Regions from separate parts of the Mus musculus genome. Here all the other regions are linked to region 3. A link is a contact called in public Hi-C and promoter capture Hi-C data. All regions are on one chromosome and are shown on one strand. The core of a region is the stretch at or near the end of the contact, and the rest is flanking DNA. Distances in the headings are between cores, read along the strand shown.

Region 1 (2,700 bases), core at 172-2,671, 6.4 Mb after region 3:
GGAGCGCGCGCCCCGCCCATACGACGTCACACCTGCAGGCCCCGCCCCTAGGCCGGACCCTCCCCGCCACACACTCACACACACACGCACACACACACACGGACGCACACACATACACAACACACACACCCCTTCTCCGTCTCGCCCTGCGGGGGAACCCCTCCCCCTTTAACCATTTGGCAGTAGCCGAAGAAGGGCTGAGTGAGACACCGGGCGGCCCGGAACTTTCCCCGGGGCGAGAGGGAAGCACAGACCGTCCCAGTCCCGCGCCACGCCGGGAGCTGGAGGGGGGTGGGGGTGGGGGGAGAGGCATCTCCCGAGTCCACCTCCGCCGTCCTCTCGCCCCCTCCCCCCCATACGTTCCAATGCATCTGCTCGCAGACGGAGGGAGCCCCAGCAGGCAAGGGGCTAAGCAGGCCCAGCACCCCGGTCCAGCCCCGCAACCCTGCTCGTTGCACACTCTCCAGCCCCGGGCAGGACAGTGTGCGGCACCCAACCGGCAGGCACCGGAACAAATGCTCGCTTAAAAATGGCTGATTCCCGTCCGCGGCAGCTGCAGCCAGCCGCCGGAGCTGCAACGGGGGCTGACGGACGGGCGGTCCTCGGAAGTCCTCGTCAGCCGCAGCCGGGACAGGGAGGGCCGCGAGTGTGCTGTGCCGTCCCCCCACCCAGACACACACACACACACACACAACCGCTTCCCGGCCCCACACACCAGATCGCTCGGTGCACTCGGCGCACACTGTCACCCGAAAGAAGGGAAAGTACCTTGGTATTTGTTGTCCAGCTCCCGCAGCACCGACACGTTCCTCTGCATGTCGTGGGGCAGCGACTCCACACACTCCAGGTAGTCCTGCACGTAGCAGGAGAGCAGCCGGCTCCGCTCTCCGGTCAGGAGCGCGGCCGACGAGTACAGCTGCTGCTGCTGCTGCTGCCCTAACATCCTGCCGCCGCCACCACCACCACCGCCGCCGCCGCCGCTGCTGCTGCTCCTCGCCGCCGCCGCCGCCGCCGCCTCCGCATCCAGCAGCCACACATGCAACAGCCACGACCGCCGCTCCTCCGCTCGGCAGCCCGGCGCCGCGGGGACACGGCCGCCGCTCGAGAGGGCACCGCCGAGTCCCCCGATCTCCACTCCCCCAAGAAGAAGCCCTTACTCCCCGCCCCCGCGGTAACAAGCCCAGGGGCGGGGCGAGACCGGGGCTCCCTCCGGCCCCCTCCCTCTCTAGGAGAGCGAGCAGCGGGGTTCCCCGCGGCCGATGGCGCCGGGGCTCCCAGGCAGCGACGCTGGCTGTCCCCCCCGGGGACTCCCCAGACACTACCGGGGCTGCCCGGTCGCCCGGATCCCCGTGACAAGCCCCTCGCTACCCTCTCGCCTCTCTATCAGCCTCCGTGCCTGTCGGAGTCTCACAGGACTAGTCCCCGCCCCTTGGCCAGCGACCGCATCTGCGCCTGCGCAGCACTCACTCCTAATAAGGCTGGGGCCCCGCCCCTATCGTCCTACCGAAGAGTTCGCATTCTCCCGCCTTCCCTGCGCCACCCGGGCGATTGGTCTGTCAGCTCTCGCCTGGGGGCGGGGGGAGGGTGCGGAGGCCGGCCAAACGGCAGGCCGCGCCCCGCCCCCTCTTAAAGGGACCGCATGGCTGAGCCTGCCCCCTTCGACCGAAGTCCTGACGGTTGCCCCCGAGAGGCCGGGCGACCGCTCTCTTCGTTTCTGTTCCCCTACAGGGATAGGAAGCGCCGGCTCGGCTCGCTCGGCCCCGAGTTACCGACCTTGCCTCCATCTGGCGGATCCAGCGCCTCCCTCGCGAGCCTCCAAGACAGCAGCGAGCGGCCCCTGGGCGCCGCTGGCCGAGTGAGGCCTGAGGGGGAACTAAGGCGACCCAGGGTGCAGCGGGCGCGGCTCCGGGCATGCGCGGCGACTTCCCGCCGAGCGCCCCGCGGCCACGGTCCCGGAGCACCGGGGCGGACCGCGGAGGTAGGCGGTGCGCCCTCTGCCCTTTTAAATGCGGACTCCCCGCCTTGCGTGCGGCCCCTCCACCCCCCAGCGCCGGGGTGGCTCTCAGGGTCTGCTCCCCCTCCTCGCGCTTAAGAGTTTGGTTTAGGGAGGTGGCAAGGCTGCACGCCGCCCCGGTCCCCAGTCCCAAACCATCTTAAGGAAACTGTTGTCAGATGTCGAATCGCCTAGGCATCACCCGCCAGCGAGGACACACAGTCCTCACTGTCTTTTCACTCGGCTTCACCACTAGCCAGCAGGGGATCAGTGCAGATGGGATTAGAAATCGGATCAACCACCGAGTGCGGTGCTTTCCGTGTGAGGGATTATCCGCCTTACTCCCCCAGTACCATCAGTGAAATGCCGGTAGGAGGAGCTCACTGTAATTACGGATAGACTTCCGGAATGTATATAAATATGTGAGCTGTTTTGGTTTTGGTTCTCCCCCCCCCCCCCAACCGAAATAGGTATAAGAAAGAGTAGTCGCTTAATTCAGATGAGATGCCCAATGGGAGCGGCGTCTTTGAATGAGAAGAGAGAAAACGCCAGAGTGCTAAGTTTGGGTGCTCTTGCCCGGTTTGCAGCGCTATACCTGTTGCCCGGCCTGTTCAGCACACTTTCATACAGTGGGGTATATTAAGCAGCTGTTGGGATGCCAAGGGAAACCTAGGTCCTGGTCTAGATGAAAATTTGGATTTCGACAA
Region 2 (2,700 bases), core at 150-2,649, 7.6 Mb before region 3:
ACTCCCTATGTAGACCAGGCTAACCTGGCACTCAGAGCTCTGTCTGCAGAAATTGAGGGCATGAGCCACCACAGCCAATTGTAAATACAGTTTCTCAACAAAACAGCCTCACAAACTGCCTCCCAGGGTTTCTTTTCTTTTTCAAGACTTATTTACTTATTATAAGTACATTGTAGCTGACTTCAGACACACCATAAGAGGGCATCAGATCTCATTACAGATGACTGTGAGCCACCATGCACGTGGTTGCTGGGATTTGAACTCAGGACCTTCAGAAGAGCAGTCAGTGCTCTTAACCGCTGAGCCATCTCTCCAGCCCAAGAGTTTCTAATAGTACGATGTGCTTTATGCTAACTTCGCATTTAAGTTTTAGTTGTTCTCTATTCTCTTCAGTTTTTATCCTGAGCCTCAATATTGGACGCTGACGCTGAAATCATGTAATAAGTCAAAGTAACGCTGGTGTTGGCCAGACAACGGGAACGTCAGCGGTTGTGAGATTGACTGACACAATGGAGCGGGGAATGGAACTCTGCCCCTCTGGAAGAGCAGCCGGGGCTCTTAACTGCTCTCCAGCCGCTGAATGTTTTAAAGAAGCAGGATGGTTGTGTAAGTTTAATTGAATACTGGTTATTGCCTCACAACGGCACGTTTCTTATGACTTAGCAGTATTTAATCTTGATCTTTAGGACAAGGCGGTGCCGGCAGAAAAGTTGGTTTCCCTTTTGTGATCAAGTAGGAGTTTGTGTGCCTGTGTGTGTGGGGGTGGTGGTGGGGTGCTTTCTTCGTGTGTTTATCTGTATCTATCTATCTTTACACAACTCTATATCCCCATCAAACTTTAACTCGGTGATCTTAGCAATCATTAATGGTTCCCAAGAAAGCCGCTTGGTCACTGTGACCTTGTAAATGTTCTCAAGTTATTATTCTGTCTACATTTATTACAGGGTACTCTACCAGAAGGAAAAATCTGCCTTCTTCCTTGATGATCTTGAACCCACGTTCCTTCTATCTCCCAAGTCATATTACTTTTTATTTATTTTTTATTTTTTTATTTTTTATTTTTTGGTGTTTTCGAGACAGGGTTTCTCTGTGTAGCCCTGGCTGTCCTGGAACTCACTCTGTAGACCAGCCTGGCCTCAAACTCAGAAATCTGCCTGCCTCTGCCTCCTGAGTGCTGGGATTAAAGGCGTGCGCCACCACTGCCTGGCTACTTCTTAAACAGAAAATAAAACAAGACAAAACAAAACAAAAAAGCCTCAACAGACTGTATAGCATTCTGATTCGTAATATCCAGCTTGGAGTGTGGGGCTTAGGGGCCCTGTGTTCCTCATTTCTTAGCCGTGGGGCTCCCAGCCTGGTGCTTATATGAACTACACATTGTTCTCGGGGATCTTGGCCGGTTTAGTTGGCAGCTCCATCTCAGTCCGTTCTTTAAGCTTCCTCTATGGATCACAAAAAATCATTTCGGCCACTCCACTCATTATTCCAGCCTTTTTTTCTTCTTCATTTTACGAGTACCAAGTGCCCTGAAAGCGGAAAGTAGGTTAAGGCCTGCAGGAATCCGAGAAGCTGGGGGTGGGGAAACAAAACCTGCACGTTCTCGCCCTCGGTCCACGCGCTGCGGGGCGGGGACAGGGGCCCTCGGGCGCGGTGCTTAGTCACGGCGACGCTGCACCCCGCTCCCGGCGCGCACTTCCGCGCATGGCGCTGCTGCCCCGGGCGCTGGGCGTGGGCGCGGCCCCGAGCCTGCGGCGGGCAGCGCGCGCGCTCACCTGCGCCATGGCGAGTCCCGGCGAGCCGCAGCCCCCGGCCCCGGACACCTCTTCCTTCGACTACCTGGTGATCGGCGGCGGCTCCGGCGGGCTGGCCAGCGCGCGGCGGGCGGCGGAGCTCGGCGCCAGGGCCGCGGTGGTGGAGAGTCACAAGCTGGGTGGCACTTGCGTGAGTACCGGGGCCCTCGGGCCGCGCCGGCTGCGCGCTTTCTCCCGGCCTCTGAGCGCGGCGCCCGGGGTGCTTCCCCACTCCCAGGCCCGGGATCCCAAGAAGTGGCGGGAAAAAGGGTAACGCCGCCGATCCCGCCACTCTGCACAGGTGCAATGCTGAAGCCAAAAAAACTCCAGCCAAGCTTAGCTGCCCAGCGTGCAACTCCATGCGGGGGAGTATGGCATCCGGCGCTGGAGCTGGGAAACACGAAACTCTCTGGGAAACTGCTAGTGGCGTGGGCGAGGGGAGCAGTGGAGGGTTCTGGCGTGGAGGAGTGTGTGTGTGCGTGCGTGGGTCGGGTCTGATCTATTTCAAGGGCAAAGTGCTAGGTAACAGTAGTTCTTAACTTTGGCTGCGCAAAGGAACCCCCTGGAGAGTTGAAGTTCTGCTGTTTCCCGCTCCCTGTTCTGCTGTTTCCAAGGCTCCCGACCGTACGTGGAGATGCGGCGCGGGGGTTAGCAAGCTCAGAAACACGCAGTTGATCCCAACTGCAGCCAAGCCTGAGAACTACAAGCTGCCTCCAAAGAGAAACCTTAAGGGGTTTCTCAGAGCTTTGTGATACCGTTTGTGGATTGTTTGGGGACAGGTTTACAAATTAAAAAGGAAGGAAGGAAGAAAGAAGGAAAGAGAGAAAGGTGGTAAATCTTACGATTGAAAGTCTCGTTCCCACGTTAGTGTGGCTCTTCCTATCACAAGATCAAGGCAGAGTTTTTGTTA
Region 3 (2,700 bases), core at 80-2,579:
GTTGACAGAATGTTTGCCTAGCATGCATGAAACCCTGGGTTTGATTTCCAGCAGTGTACTGATTCATTTCCTTAAGGTATCGTATGTTTTTATGTATACAAGCTACATTGAGGTGGAATGCTACACTTCAGCATTCCACAAGCAGAAGGATCTGAAGTCAGAGATTTGAGGCCAGCCTGAGATACAAGAGACGTTGCCTCAGAAACAGGATAAAAACGAATACAGAAGGCTATGGACACAGTAGTAAATTGCCCTGGGCAGGAAGAGTTTAGTTGATAGGAACCGTGGTGCTCTGAGAGAGTTGTAGTATTTTGTTTTGTAAACAATTTGTTGGTAATTGTGTGGAGCAATTTATTGTGGAAAAACAGAAACCTATTCTTTCTCAATTACATTATTTTACATTTAAAAAAATCCTATTTTAGACATTTAGAAGCTGTCTAAAAACAGAATGTGTATGCATGCAACTAAAATCGACAGGTAGTCTTAACTTCGGAGCCTGGCATATTGAAAGCCTTGCAACTTAAAAAAAAAAAGTTTTGTTTTGTGCTGTTTTTATGACACTATTTATCCATTTATTAACCTTAACACAGCCGTTAGCAAGAATATAAATTAAACAGGATTTCAAAGACTATCCGTTCAGCGAAAATTTCACAAGATTAAACTCTGTTTACAACTACTTCTTTCTACCAACAAAGTAGCGGGACAGCGTTCCAAGTGGCAATGACCACTGACAATCTTATTTATGATTCTTCCACCGACTAAGCACACATGACATACTGATTTAATATCCTTGCTAAAATTAGGGGTTAGATTGTAAAGGCTCATCAGTATCCTTCGTGATAGGAAAGTGGGTAGGAATGCACTACAAGGGTTCCCAGTCTTCCGGTCTCCATCTGGAAGCTCATGCCTCCACAGAAAATTAGAAAGCGCCCGGAGACTTGCAGTGAGCTAAAGCACTTATAAACCCCACAGGCCTCAAGCCTTAAAAAACACAGCGGAGCCATCTGGCAGGCGCACAGCACACTGGGATTTGTAGTTCCGTTTCTTTTGGCTACCCAGTTGAGTGGGCATTCTGGGATGTGTAGTTCCCAGGTTGTTCGTCTGCACAAATCTTTTCCTGACTAGAGGGGCGGTACGTGACTCCACGGAAGGCCCGAGCGTCACGTGACTCAGGTCACCGCACGCCCGGAGTTCGCACTGCGGCTCCAGCCCCGGCGAGTTCTCGCCCCCGCGCAGCCGTTGCCGAGGAGACCGCGCTCGTCTCGCGGAGCGTTGCGCCCCCCCCCCCCTCTGCAGTTCCCCCGCCCCCCACTCTTCTCCCACCACAATGAGGTCCTAAGATGGCGGTGGCTGCGGCGGTTGGCGCCTAGTTAGCTAATGTAGAGAAGGCGGCCATTGGGGCTTTGGGCAGTCGAGGGGGATTTGTGGGCCTCCCTTCCGCGGTCTTGGAGGAAGAACCGCTGCCGGCGGCGGCTCCTGGAGGGGCGGCCGACCGCCACTCGGCCCTTGGCAGGAGGGGCGGCTTCGTTTCCAGGTAACGCGGCCCTGGGCCACCGCGGGCCGGAGCACAGGGTGGTTCGAGGCGGGCGCGGCGCTGGAAGCGGCCTGGGGCCACGCCTGCCCGTTTTAACTCTGAGGTCCCATGGCTGCGCGATCCTTCCCCACCCCCAGGCTGTCATCGGCTCCTCTCGGCGCCGACTGACACGCTAGCTCTGGCGAGCGTCTGGGACGACGCTGGCTGGCGCCTCCACGATCTTGGGGCGTCCCATGTGAGGACCGCTCGCCCGGTGCTGGAGATTTCACCCCCCTCCAGGGTGGAGGGGAAGGTTGCCTTGTAGTTCGGGGTGATGAGTTCCGAAAGAAACTGGCCTTGGCGGCCCGAGGCCCCGGGGACCGCCATCCCTCCCAGCCCACCCGCCGAATTCCATCCTGGGAGGGGTCCCGGGCGGCCCGGATCCTCCTGGGTGCAGAGAGTCTGTGGCCCGGGAGTTTTCTGCGGTCCCTTTTATTCTTGGAGCAGGAAGGCCCCTGGAGGCGTTCCTGACTCCTGCTAGTAGGTTCTTTTCGCTAAGAAAATGTTAATTTAATAATCCTTCTCCGCGCTCCTCCCACTGCCCCTTCTTCACCCCTTCGGGAAGATCCAGTTTCTTTACATCTAGAATGGGTGGTGGGGGGGCGAGGGGGAGACTGGGGATGGGTGGGTGGGAGGGAAGCGAGATGTCCAGTGGGATTCTGGCAGCCTGGCTTGCTTTGCAGAGACTGCTGTTAAGGATTAGGTGTTCGGCCCCCCTGTGGGGGCGTCTGCGTGAACCAACTTTTCCTCTCGCGCTAGCCTGGTCCAAACCCAAAACAAAACACAAAACGTTTTTTTCCTCCCCTTTCTTTCATGGCGGTATTAGGATTGGTGTGGGAACTACGGGTGACAGATCGTGCTTTGGCGCTTAGAAGAAGCGGGCTTTCTGGGTGCCCCTACCGCCTCCTACCCCCGCCCCATAACCGCTTTCCAGACCCCGCCTTCGGTGTTCTCTGGTTACTAGAGCCGGTGTTCAAGAGCTTTTTGTGCACCTGCTTCTGCCTTTTCCCTATCACCTTCCTGGTCAGGGCCACTGGCTGGCGTCGTTAATACCGAATTTCGCACTTGAAGGTACACCTCGGTAAATGTAGTTAAAAAAAAAAAAAGAATTCTCATGCCTAAAGCTT
Region 4 (2,700 bases), core at 16-2,515, 7.9 Mb before region 3:
ATGCTGAATTAGCAGAGCTGGGATGCCATTCAATTGAAGAGCGCTGTATCAAGCAGGTGAGTGGTCCCAGTCTGGGGTTCCATCCTCAAAGCAAGAGGAGACACAGGGGACAACTAGTATACAACGACATCGAGTACCAAACTGCCCTATACGCCGCAGGCTTTGCATACAATCTCTAATAAAAGATCAAGAGGGCATGACAGGGTAGGCCGTACTCTCTTGAGTTCGAGGACAGCCTGGGCTAAAAGTGTGAGGGGCTACAGAAGAGAAGCCGGGTCTCAATAAAACCAAAGGGAAAAATAAGGCTGAAATTTGTTATTTGGGGACTCTGGATTAGCATCCTAAAGAGTTTTTTGCTCTCCAGGTTTTTACATATCAGGTCTATGGGAGAACGAGTCATATTCAACAAGACCAAATGCTCATTAGTACAATGACTTAACCTTAAGAGGTCCAAAACAATTTGCTCAGTAGTGGAAAGTCGGTTGCCTCCCCGGACTCAGTTACCTCTGCCTCCGAAGCGCTATAAACAGCAGCTGGGGCGGAAGAGGCGGGAAAGCCCACTGACGGGACCAGAGGAGGCCTGTGGCTCCGAGGCCCCTTTCCAGGGGATCTGAAGGAGAAAGGAGGCAAGGCTCCCTTTCCAAGAATCTCCCCAACACAACCCCAAGAGAAAGCCTCGTGGGAGAGAGAAACAAGCGTCCGAGATGCGTAGATATAGCCCAGGGTACGCAAAGGGGAGAGGCAAAAGCGGGGAAGGCACGTTACCCTGAGAAGAGCCAGATCTAAGGGTCTTCTCCTCCAGCAGGATGATTTATGGAGGACTGAGAACCAAAGCCCAGGACCCAGGCATCGAGAGAGGCCTCACATTTACTAACTTTATACCAACGGGCGCCTCGGTGCACTTCTGGTCTGGCGACTGCCCTTCCCTGCACTCCGCCCGCGGCCCCGCCCAACCTCTCCCAGCCGCGCCGCCCTCCCACCCACCGCAGCCACCCCGCGCAGCACGCATGCTCAGAGCTGACGGCCGCTGGGCACGCTGGGAAATGTAGTCTCAACGCAGGTGCGGGTGAGTCGCGGGAAATCACAACCCTCCCGCCACCTCTCCTGCCGGCTCTCTCGCACGCCGGGTCCCCGCGCGCTGTCTGCCGTCAGGGCGCGCCCGGAGGCAGAGCCCGAGTCCCCCGTCTTTCCGCTAGCGCGGCTGGGGAGGCGGGGTCCCAAGCCCGGCCCCTCAGGCAGCTCCCCGCCTCCCTCCCGCCCTCCCCGCGGCGTCGGGCCGGTGCCCGAATCCAGGCAGCGGCCGCAGGAGGCGCGGCGGCGGCGGTGGGCGCCGCAGGCGATGCCCCTGCCCCGCTGCTCCGGCGGGGGGCAGAGCGCGCGGCGGCGGCGGCGGCGGCGGGGAAGGAGGCGGGGGGCGGCGGCGGAGGGGCCGAGAGCTGGCGGCGGCGGCGGCGGTGGTCGTGAAGGGCATCGGTGACGGAGATGATGTGAGTGTCGGCTGGCTGGGACCCCCGGGGCTGCCGAGCCGGAGCTGGGCGGCTGGCAGCGTACGGGAATCGGAGCGGGAGGCCTGGGGCGGCAGAGGGGATGCTGTGTGCGCGGTGCGGAGCCGGCCGAGGCCGGAGCGCGAGAGCCGGGCCAGAGTAGGGGTTCCGGGCGGCGGCAGCGGGGGCAGTGCGGACCCAGGGGCGTCTGCGATTGTTCTCAACACCCCTCCCCCATCCCACCCCGTGTGTCTGTTTGTCACTTGCAGCTGAAGATGGAAAGAGCCAGGCGAAGGGGAGGCGGCGGCAGCGGCGGCGGCCGTGGCCGCGGAGGCAAGAATGTAGGGGGCCCTGGCCTAAGCAAGAGTAGACTCTATCCCCAGGCCCAGCATTCTCACTACCCCCACTACTCCGCGTCAGCCACCCCTAATCAGTCTGGGGGCACATCCGAAATCCAGGAGCTAGCCTCCAAACGTGTGGACATCCAGAAAAAGAGGTTTTACCTAGACGTGAAGCAGAGCTCCCGGGGCCGCTTCCTAAAGATAGCCGAAGTCTGGATAGGGAGAGGCCGGCAGGACAATATCAGAAAGAGTAAACTGACCCTCTCCCTGTCGGTAGCAGCAGAGCTGAAGGACTGTCTAGGCGACTTCATCGAGCACTATGCCCATCTGGGCCTGAAAGGCCACAGACAGGAGCATGGCCAGAGCAAAGAGCAAGTCTCCAGGAGGCGGCAGAAGCACTCTGCACCCTCCCCACCGGTGTCAGTGGGGTCAGAAGAGCATCCTCACAGTGTCCTCAAAACGGACTATATAGAGAGGGACAATAGGAAATACTACCTGGACCTAAAGGAAAACCAACGAGGTCGCTTCCTAAGGATTAGACAAACCATGATGCGGGGCACTGGCATGATCGGTTACTTTGGCCACAGTTTGGGCCAGGATCAGACTATTGTCCTCCCAGCACAAGGTATGATTGAATTTCGTGATGCCTTGGTTCAGCTGATTGAAGACTACGGCGAAGGAGACATAGAAGAACGAAGGTGTGGAGACGACGACCCACTTGAACTCCCAGAGGGGACCTCTTTCAGAGTGGACAATAAAAGGTTCTACTTTGATGTGGGCTCTAATAAATATGGAATTTTCCTGAAGGTAAGTGAGGTGAGACCGCCTTACCGTAATACTATTACTGTTCCGTTCAAAGCTTGGACAAGGTTTGG

The links. Promoter capture Hi-C pulls out the DNA fragments that hold promoters and counts their contacts. Hi-C and Micro-C count contacts between places; a contact is called where the count stands out from the background.
Region 1: a contact with region 3 is called in a promoter capture Hi-C map of pre-B cells. The contact joins the promoter of Ing2 here to the promoter of Pcm1 in region 3. A contact is called at or near these places in 1 of 39 promoter capture datasets (pre-B cells) and 1 of 484 Hi-C or Micro-C datasets (CD4 T cells).
Region 2: a contact with region 3 is called in a Hi-C map of B cells, with 5 read pairs. The contact joins the promoter of Gsr here to the promoter of Pcm1 in region 3. A contact is called at or near these places in 1 of 39 promoter capture datasets (pre-B cells) and 1 of 484 Hi-C or Micro-C datasets (B cells).
Region 4: a promoter capture Hi-C map of pre-B cells shows a contact between it and region 3. The contact joins the promoter of Purg here to the promoter of Pcm1 in region 3. A contact is called at or near these places in 1 of 39 promoter capture datasets (pre-B cells) and 1 of 484 Hi-C or Micro-C datasets (CD4 T cells).

Annotation. Positions count from the first base shown.
Region 1 is chr8:47,673,738-47,676,437 of GRCm38.p6, forward strand. It overlaps Ing2 (inhibitor of growth family, member 2), which reads right to left and starts at 1,422. Exons shown (of 2, transcript NM_023503.3): 1 at 769-1,422. The coding sequence starts at 943. It overlaps AA386476 (expressed sequence AA386476), which reads left to right and starts at 1,654. Exons shown (of 1, transcript NR_166692.1): 1 at 1,654-2,700.
Region 2 is chr8:33,651,839-33,654,538 of GRCm38.p6, forward strand. It overlaps Gsr (glutathione reductase), which reads left to right and starts at 1,400. Exons shown (of 13, transcript NM_010344.4): 1 at 1,400-1,941. The coding sequence starts at 1,702. Gm33433 (a long non-coding RNA gene) reads left to right here. Exons shown (of 3, transcript XR_870309.3): 3 at 394-1,038.
Region 3 is chr8:41,238,430-41,241,129 of GRCm38.p6, forward strand. Pcm1 (pericentriolar material 1) reads left to right here and starts at 1,330. Exons shown (of 38, transcript NM_023662.3): 1 at 1,330-1,534.
Region 4 is chr8:33,384,577-33,387,276 of GRCm38.p6, forward strand. It overlaps Purg (purine-rich element binding protein G), which reads left to right and starts at 1,266. Exons shown (of 2, transcript NM_001382855.1): 1 at 1,266-1,487; 2 at 1,754-2,700. The coding sequence starts at 1,760. Wrn (Werner syndrome RecQ like helicase) reads right to left here and starts at 951. Exons shown (of 34, transcript NM_011721.4): 1 at 766-951.